Regions from separate parts of the Callithrix jacchus genome. Here region 2 is linked to region 1. The links are chromatin contacts, called in public Hi-C maps. All regions are on one chromosome and are shown on one strand. The core of a region is the stretch at or near the end of the contact, and the rest is flanking DNA. Distances in the headings are between cores, read along the strand shown. Region 1 holds the start of PTK7 (protein tyrosine kinase 7 (inactive)). Region 2 overlaps PTK7 (protein tyrosine kinase 7 (inactive)).

Region 1 (4,345 bases), core at 500-2,999:
AACTCCAGGATGGGAGGCTGAGGTCCCGGGGCTGATGGGATAGTATTGTCTGTTTCAGGTCTCCCGGGGCCTCAGTGCCAGCACGATGGACCTCTCTTCAAGCAGTTGACATTCAGCTCGGCCCCCAGGTCTGCTGGGTCCCTGCCCACAGCCCTCACAGCATTCCCCATTGCTCCTGGCTCTTCCCCACCCCTAGGTGGGACAGTGAAGGGGAGCAGTTTAACCAGAAGATTGCTGCTGCCCTTAGGGTCTCAGCTCCCTCCTCAGGAATCCCTCTTAGGAAGGACCCTCAGGACACCCTCTCCCCACTCTGTGGTCCTCTAGAGTAGCTAGCTCTGAGGCCCCCAAGGTGGGTACAAAGCAGGTATGGCCCTCAGAGATGCAGCCTGCTGCTGGCTTTTCAGTCAGAGGGTTGGGGGCTGGCCAGCCAAGCCGCCTTGCCCTGGCCACTCTTATCCCCTCCCTCTGCTGTCTCACTTCAGGTCCACGTATTTCACTTTTCTTAAATAAAACAATCAGGTAACCTTTCTGCAATTTGAGTCCTGATTGGAGAGGGTATGAGCAGGGCTTGTGTTGGGGCCCTTCACAGAGGGTGAGGGGCAGTGATGGATGGGGCGGCAGGAGTGTTGATTCTTGGATCTCTCCTCTCTACCCCCTCATTTGTATCATCTCCAGCAGGGCCTGTAGGAAGGCTTCTGGGGGATGGGGAAGGAGGAGGCCCACAACCCATGGAGAAGGTGCTGTGAACTGGGTTGTCAGGGACATGTGGTGGCCATGTGGCAGGACCCTGGAGTCCTGGCGCCACTTCTCCTGGCTGTGAGGCCCTCTGTGGCTGCTGTTACTCCTCCCAGCTGCTTGGGGGAAGGGAGGTCTAAGCAGGCCTGGGGGGCTCTCTGGAGCCAGAGGGGAGACAAGGCACTATCCATCCCCTCTCAGCATATCTTGGAGGCCTGAGCAGCAGCTGGGGCCCATCTTCTAAAGCTTGACTCCTACTGACCCGCCTCCTACACCCCTTGCTGCTTTCACAACAAAGAAAGAATGTGGGGGTGGTGGCACTAGGGGTGGGGGGTGCCTGGAACAAGGGTTGTGCTGGGCCTCCCCACAGCTGGAGACTTGGCCATACCCTGACACAGCCTAGACTGCCTGGAGATGGACTTGGGATGAATTTGTCAGTTTAGCAGACTTCAGCCTGGCTTTCAGAGCCTAGCATGTTTCTACTTTGGGATCAGATTGATCTAGAGCCAAACCAGACCCCAGTCATGCACCATTCAGCCCCTCTTCGGGCTACAAAGCATCTTCAGGTTACCCTACTTGGGGACATTAAGGACACCCTGCTGTTTTGGGTCTCCCATAAAATTTTGGGTTGCTGTAGAGTGGGTGGGGCCCACCTCTTCGCCTGCCGCAATCTGGAGAATTCTGGGGGAATTGTTGGCCAGAGCCTCCAGGTAAGCCCAGAATGGACCATTCACCCCCCAGGATCTACGGAATCGTACAAGTCACTTGGGTTCTCCTGGGTCCCTGGAGAGTCGGTGGTAGGCATAGCAAACACTCCCCTGCCTAGCTCAGGTCCCCTGTGCTCTCCTGAGCCTTGGTCTCTCTGTTCTCCATCCCTCTCCAGACCCCTCCCCCGACTGAGCTCCTCCCCGCCTCGGCGGGGAGGGGGCGTCGAAGGGGTGTGGCGCCGTGCGGGGGCCGGAGGGGAGGGGGCGTCGTGGGGCGGGGTTTGGCGGCGGCGGCGCGCAAGGACTCGGAGGTACGGGGCGCGCGCGTCTCCGGCTCGGGACGTCTCGGGGTCTGGCTCCGGCTGCGGCTGCTGCTGCGGCGCCCGCGCTCGGGTGCGCTCCGCCTCCTGTGCCCGCCGCGGAGCGCAGTCTGGGCGCCCGCCGTGCGCCCTCAGCTCCTTTTCCCGAGCCCGCCGCGATGGGAGCTGCGCGGGGATACCCGGCCGGACCCCGGCGGTTGTCTCTGCTCAGCGTTCTGCTGCTGCAGCTGCTGGGCGGTGAGTCCCCGAGAGCTGGGGGCATGGAGCTTGGGAAGCGCGGGAGTCCCGTGGGCAAAAGGCGGCACCCGGGGAGATGGGTTTGGGCGGCTGGAGCGGCCCTGGAGTGGTGTAGAGGCTCGCTGGGGATGCAGGCTCGCGGCGGAAGGGCTCAAAGAGCCCGGGGGCCGGGAGGCTGGCGAAGCCTCCGCGGACTCCGTCAGGGTCCCTCCCACCCGCGCCGTGGGGACGCGTTTCCAGCTTCACGGAGTTTTCCTGTCTGATCCGGGAGTTTGATCGAGAACTACCGGGAGTTGCCGGCTCTCGGGCCCAAATGGAGAGTTTCTTGTAGGGGAAGAAAAGACTACCAGCAACCACCATGGGGGGTGTGATGGGGAAAAGGGAGACCCTCCCAGGAGGCTCAGTCCAGGTGAGAGTGGCCGGTTTGGGGCCCGATGCCGGACAGACCTGCGGCGCGCAAAGCCCGGAGCTTTGTTACCTACGCCGACCCGACTCTCCTGGCTTCCCTTCTCCAAGTTCCTGGGCAAAGCTGGGACCTCAGATGGCTCTGAGGGTGAGGGCGGAAGAAGGGAAGAATTAGGGGCTGCCCCATGGCCTCTAACTACTGGGCTGGAACTCTGCGCCCACTCCGTGCCAGGGTCGAATCCGGGGAGCAGAGGGTCCCAGGCTGTCGAGGTGACTAATGTGTGAAGGCCGCTGCCAAAATCGGGCATGGCCTGCCTGCAAAGGTGCGGACGGGGTTTGTTCTGCTCCTTCCTGGATTTCCATCCTGGCTGTCCTCACAGAGGGAAGGAAATCTTTCTAAGAGCAGAAAGGCCAAAAGAGCTAATTCTGGCTTTTTTGGTGGGGGTGGGGGGGAGCTTAGCATTTTAACGACGGTGTGGCCCTCATCACTAGGGCAGACAGCAGGGCTCCCCCAACCCCCACAGCTTTTATTTCCTGGCTTGGTCACACCTAAGAGTCATCACTGAGGTGTTGAAGTGCCTTAGGAAAGCACCAAGCCACTCTCACATCCCAAACAGCCCGGACTGGAAATAAAGCCCCCCACCCTCCAAAACGCAAACTCTTCTTTGGTCCTCGAAGCAGCTTCTTCTTGGGGAGCTCTTTCCGGGAGACCTGTCCTAAGTGATCTCCTTCCCCCTCCTTTGAAGGCGGCATGAATAGAGAATTGCCTTTCTGACATCTTTCTGGCCTGCCAGCTGTGGAGGGGTTTTGGTGCTGGTGGAATCAACATCTCCCCTGCCCCCAGTTGTAAAAGGAGAGGTAAATGTAACCCAGGAAAGAGAGCAAGCTCCAGGGATTTGGAGGTGGTATTTCTGGACTTGCCCGTGTTTCTTGTGATGTGTGTGGTGGTTATTGCTCATGGCAGAATCCACATCTGCTCCCAGAGGAAGTATGGAAGTTTTTTTGTACAGCCAGGATGGGGGCCCAGCCATCTGGGCCAGCAGCCGGAGCTCACAGGCCTCCTGGCTCTCCTGGTTGGGTTTTGGTGTGTCGGTCTGCCCAGTGAGGCTGCATTCACTGCTGCTGTTCAGAGTTCTGGAGTCGGGGAGATTCTGGTGAAGATGGGGCTCTTGCTCAACAAATGCTACATTCCTAAATTCTTTCCTTGAGAAGATGACTCTGATGTTAATTGACTTAATCTGGTGACTGCTGTTTAGTGTGTGTGTGTTGGGGGGAATCCTGTTGGGGGAAGTTAGGGCAGGCTGAGGGCTTGGGACAGGAGGTCTGTAGTCTCCTCAGGGGTGGGGATATGTCTTGTGCTCAACAAAGGAACATTTTAATGAGAGCCTTAAATCAGTTCCACCAAATGTGCCTTGTGGTGGAACCTGTCCATGTGCTGTAAACAATTTCAGCGGAGACCGAGGCGCCTGCTGTCTTCTAGTGAAATCCTGGGACTCAACCCACCCCCAGACACATGACTTCAGGGGGCAACGATTTTTTAATAGATCACAGTAGATTTTTCCATCTCATTGTTTGACCGTGTAATTAACTGGTGTTGTAGTGAGATCCCACTGCTAATAAGGCTGGAGTAAGGAACCTAGGCTGGCTAGGCTTGTGGATTAGACCATTTTAAAGTCTGGGTAATTATGCCATAAATGGCTGAGTTACTTTCCACACTGAGATGGTGTTGTAATAAATATGGTGGTGGAGGAGGAGGAGGAGGAGGAGGCTTGACGTTTGAAACTTGGGATTTTTAACCCCAACCTCTTGTACAGCCAGTTGTGGTCACTTCCTCATCCCCATTTCCATCCCCTCCCTTGTATATTTCCTCCAGGCTCTTGTTTCTTTAGGGACATTGAGTCGTCATATTCTGGGATAGGCTGTCTGCAGATTCCTAAGGCT
Region 2 (4,058 bases), core at 159-2,658, 61 kb after region 1:
GCCATTTTTGTGGCAGGGGAGGGGATTCGGCTATGTCTTTTTCACCTCGCCAAGGCAGTCTTAGAGTCCTTGCTTAGAGCCAGGCTGTCGTTTATGTAGCATCCCACAGCCAGTGGAGTGTGTGTGTGTTGCTGGGGGTGGTGGTGTGCTGCCTTCCGGGTCTCCTGCAGCAGCCACACATATCTCAGGGTGGGTGGGGAGGACCAGGTCAGAATGCAGCAGGGCAAAGTTCTTTTCTCCAGGAGGCCCAGAGAGGATGATGAGTCAGGTAAAAGACCCTGCACTTAGCTCTGTGCCCCTGGGGGATTTATTTCTCCTCTGAGGTCTTGTTTCTGCATTCACAGGTAGAGGTGGTTTAAATGAGAAGCTCTCAAACTTTCTTGGTTTAGCAGCAGAGTTCTTTTTCTAGACAAAATACAATGTGAAAGTTTAAGTGGATAAAAACGAAGTGAGGCGGCCCCTTGGTGAGAGCCACTGGGGTGTGTGTGGCAAGTGGGGGATCCTGCATGGTCTCTCTCCCTTCATTCCCCCAATGGCCCCTGAGACCCCTCCATGTGGGCCGTTGAAAAGCCCCTAGGCAGCAGATCTCTTCTACAGATCTGTTTATAGAAAAACCTGCTCTGTGCCAGGCAGTACCTGGAATTCTAAACCTGAAACTCCCCAGTGCTGCTCTCCCTGGCTTCCTGGCTCACATTATCAAGTCACTTAGGAAGCTTCTTTTTTTTTTTTTTTTTTTTTTTTTTGAGACAGAGTCTCACTCTGTTGCCCAGGCTGGAGTGCAATGGCACGATCTTGGCTCACTGCAACCTCCGCCTCCTGGGTTCAAGTGATTCTCCTGCCTCAGCCTCCCGAGTAGCTGGGATTACAGGTGAGCACTACCACGCCCAGCTAATTTTTGTATTTTTTAGTAGAGACTGGGTTTCATCATGTTGGTCAGGCTGGTCTCCAACTCCTGACCTCGTGATCCGCTTGCCTTGGCCTCCTAAAGTGTGAGGATTACAGGTGTACCTGGCCAGGAAGCTTCTTAATAAATAGTCTGGGTTTGTGGCAGCTTCCTGACAGGTATGCTTCCCATCCCCATCACCTGTCTTGGCTTCTGATGCACAGCCAGCTTGGGAATCCCTGGCCTCATCTCCTTCAGAGTCTTCCTGTGACTTTGGTGGGGCATGAGGACCTGCTGGCCCTCATTAAAGCCAGTACAGGTGGCAACCTTCCCGGGCCATCTGTAAAGTTGTCCCATGGATGGGGCTGGGAGGAGTTAATGGAGAAGCAGGGCTTGGTTTGCTTAGCAGCCCCTGCCCAGACCCATCCATGTGTCTCTCAGACAAGCCGGTGCCGGAGGAGTCGGAGGGTCCTGGCAGCCCTCCCCCCTACAAGATGATCCAGACCATCGGGCTGTCGGTGGGTGCGGCTGTGGCCTACATCATTGCTGTGCTGGGCCTCATGTTCTACTGCAAGAAGCGCTGCAAAGCCAAGCGGCTGCAGAAGCAGCCTGAGGGCGAGGAGCCAGAGATGGAGTGCCTCAATGGTGAGGGGCCCTGGATAGGGAGGTGGTGCCCGTGGGCGGGAGCTGAGCGCCCTCTCGCGGCCACGGAGGGGAGAGCACCAGGAGTCTGGAAACAGGTGCTGGGCTTTGGACCTGGGGCTGCCCCACCCCTGGCGGGAAGCCTGGAGTTGACAGATTCCCCGGGACTGGGCTTCTGAACAACCTGGCTTGAGACCTCTTCATTGGATCTCCTTGGGCCAGCTTCCTATGATTCCCTGCTGTTTCCTCCTCCCAGCACGAAGCCACAGATATCATCATGTATACATGTTGCTGTTGCTCGCTTTGTTTAGAGTTTAGAGTTCCCCCAAGGGCAGTCTTTCTGTTTGCTTCCCTTCTCCTACCCCCACTTCCCTGGACTGGTAGCTCCCTGAGGTCATTGCTGGGTCTCTCCTATCTGCTCAGGTGTTCAGGAGCAGGGGTCAGGTCTCCATTATTGTGATGTTTCCCTTTGTGCCTGTTTAGGGCTTTGGCCAATAGGAGGCCCCATGAAAGCAAAAAATCCTTATTGTAGCTATGGTGTTCAAGGACCAGCGGTTCAGATTAGACATTGCAGTTGATTCCATCTCAGAGGTCATAATCAGTTGCATCACTAAGTGGTCATACCCTGGCGGATGCCCATCTCTCCACCACACAGCCCCAGCCCCATCATTTCATCATTTGGGCTCACTCTTTCATGTGGAGCATGTGATTGGACCCAATTTGGCAAGAGTGGAAGACCAGGGGACAGAACAGAAATCCCTGTGGTGGCCAGCGTGTCTGGTCTCCTTGTGACACTTCTCTGTGCTCCTTCTTCCCAGGCGGGCCTTTGCAGAATGGGCAGCCCTCAGCAGAGATCCAAGAGGAAGTGGCCTTGACCAGCTTGGGCTCTGGCTCTGCAGCCACCAATAAACGCCACAGCACAAGTGATAAGTTGCACTTCCCTCGGGCCAGCCTGCAGCCCATCACCACGCTGGGTATGTTGCCTTGATGACAGCTGCCCCTGCCCAACTGCAGGTCACTGGCTGTGTCTTGAGGCTGGGGATGGGCTAGTGGTTCTGAAGTCCCTGAAACCTAGAATGTTAGGGGTGGAGGGAATCATAGGTAGAGATCTTGTCCAGTGTGGCCCTGGGGCCCGTTACTGCCCTTTGAACAGATCTTGTCATTCCTGTGTGCCACCTGTAGTATTATTTACTTGATGTTTTATTTAAATTGACTCCTTTAAAAAAAAAAAACTAAGTTATTTTTATTCTAGGAAAAAACATGAGAAATGGGTTTGTTGTAGTTAAATTTTTTCCTAGCATACGTTAAGATGTGTTTACCGGTTACCATGGCTCATGCCTGTAATCCCAGCACTTTGGGAGGCTGAGGCAGGCAGATCACAAGGTCAGCAGATTGACACCATCCTAGCTAATACAGTGAAACCCCACCGCTACTAAAAATACAAAAAAATTAGCTGGGTATGGTGGCATGGGCCTGTAGTCCCAGCTACTTGGGAGGCTGAGGCAGGAGAATTGCTTGAACCTGGAGGTGGAGGTTGCAGTGAGCTGAGATCTCACCACTGCACTCCAGCCTGGGCGACAGAGTGAGACTCTGCCTCAAAAAAAAAAAAAAAAAAAAGACGTGTTTATCATGAGCCACCAAAAATTCTCATGCAAGTCACCCTTTGGAAAATGCTGGATATTAGTTCAACTCTTTATTTTGCTGTTGGAGACACTGAAGCCTAAGGAGGGAGGGGGTCACAGCAGAACTGGGTCTCATGCCCAGCCCAGGTGGGTGGGTCCCCGCTGTCGGAGAGTCTAGGCCCTTCCCCAAGGTCAGGGGCTGCCTCTGCCTGGGTGAAGGTGGCTGGCTGACTCAGACTGTACCCACAGGGAAGAGTGAGTTTGGGGAGGTGTTCCTGGCAAAGGCTCAGGGCTTGGAGGAGGGAGTGGCAGAGACCCTGGTACTTGTGAAGAGCCTGCAGAGCAAGGACGAGCAGCAGCAGCTGGACTTCCGGAGGGAGTTGGAGATGTTTGGGAAGCTGAACCATGCCAACGTGGTGCGGCTCCTGGGGCTGTGCCGGGAGGCTGAGCCCCACTACATGGTGCTGGAGTATGTGGACCTGGTATGCTGCTAGCAGAGGATGTGGGGGTCTTGGGTAGGACAGTGTCCTACAAAGGTGGGAGTCGGGCTGGAGCACTCTGAAAACCTTATCTCATGCAGTCTCAGCTGAGCCCTCACCTGCCTGCTCTTATACCTTGCCCACCTTGCGATGCTCAGCTTCTGCCTTCACTGCTCTCCTGGGGGTCTTGGTAGGGCAGTGTCCTACAATGGTGTGAGTCAGGGTTTGGAGCACCAGGAGAACATTACGTCGTGTGGTCTCAGCCGAGCCCTTGCCTGCCTGCTGTTACACCTTTCCCAACTTGTGGTGCTCAGCTTCTGCCCTCTTTGCTCTTGGATGCCTCCTTTTCCTTTATCAGCACCCCCCATCTTTCCATCTGTACCTCAGGGGGTTGGTCCTAAGTTCTTCTGGGCCTTCTCACTCTCACACTGC

What was found. A called contact is a pair of places that touch in the nucleus more often than the background predicts.
Region 2: a contact with region 1 is called in a Hi-C map of skeletal muscle, with 5 times the contacts expected there. The contact joins the enhancer-like site here to the promoter of PTK7 in region 1. A contact is called at or near these places in 3 of 3 Hi-C or Micro-C datasets (induced pluripotent stem cells and skeletal muscle).

The regions. Positions count from the first base shown.
Region 1 is chr4:51,554,353-51,558,697 of calJac240_pri, forward strand. It overlaps PTK7 (protein tyrosine kinase 7 (inactive)), which reads left to right and starts at 1,750. Exons shown (of 21, transcript XM_078369189.1): 1 at 1,750-1,999. KLC4 (kinesin light chain 4) reads left to right here. Exons shown (of 17, transcript XR_013534220.1): 17 at 59-534.
Region 2 is chr4:51,615,918-51,619,975 of calJac240_pri, forward strand. It overlaps PTK7 (protein tyrosine kinase 7 (inactive)), which reads left to right. Exons shown (of 21, transcript XM_078369189.1): 15 at 1,325-1,528; 16 at 2,344-2,499; 17 at 3,397-3,629. Among named protein-coding and RNA genes, the nearest start is that of SRF, 27 kb to the right of the region's middle. Within about 2 kb of position 1,409, at least 2 of the 16 cell types and tissues checked have an H3K27ac peak or open chromatin away from gene starts, as enhancers often do.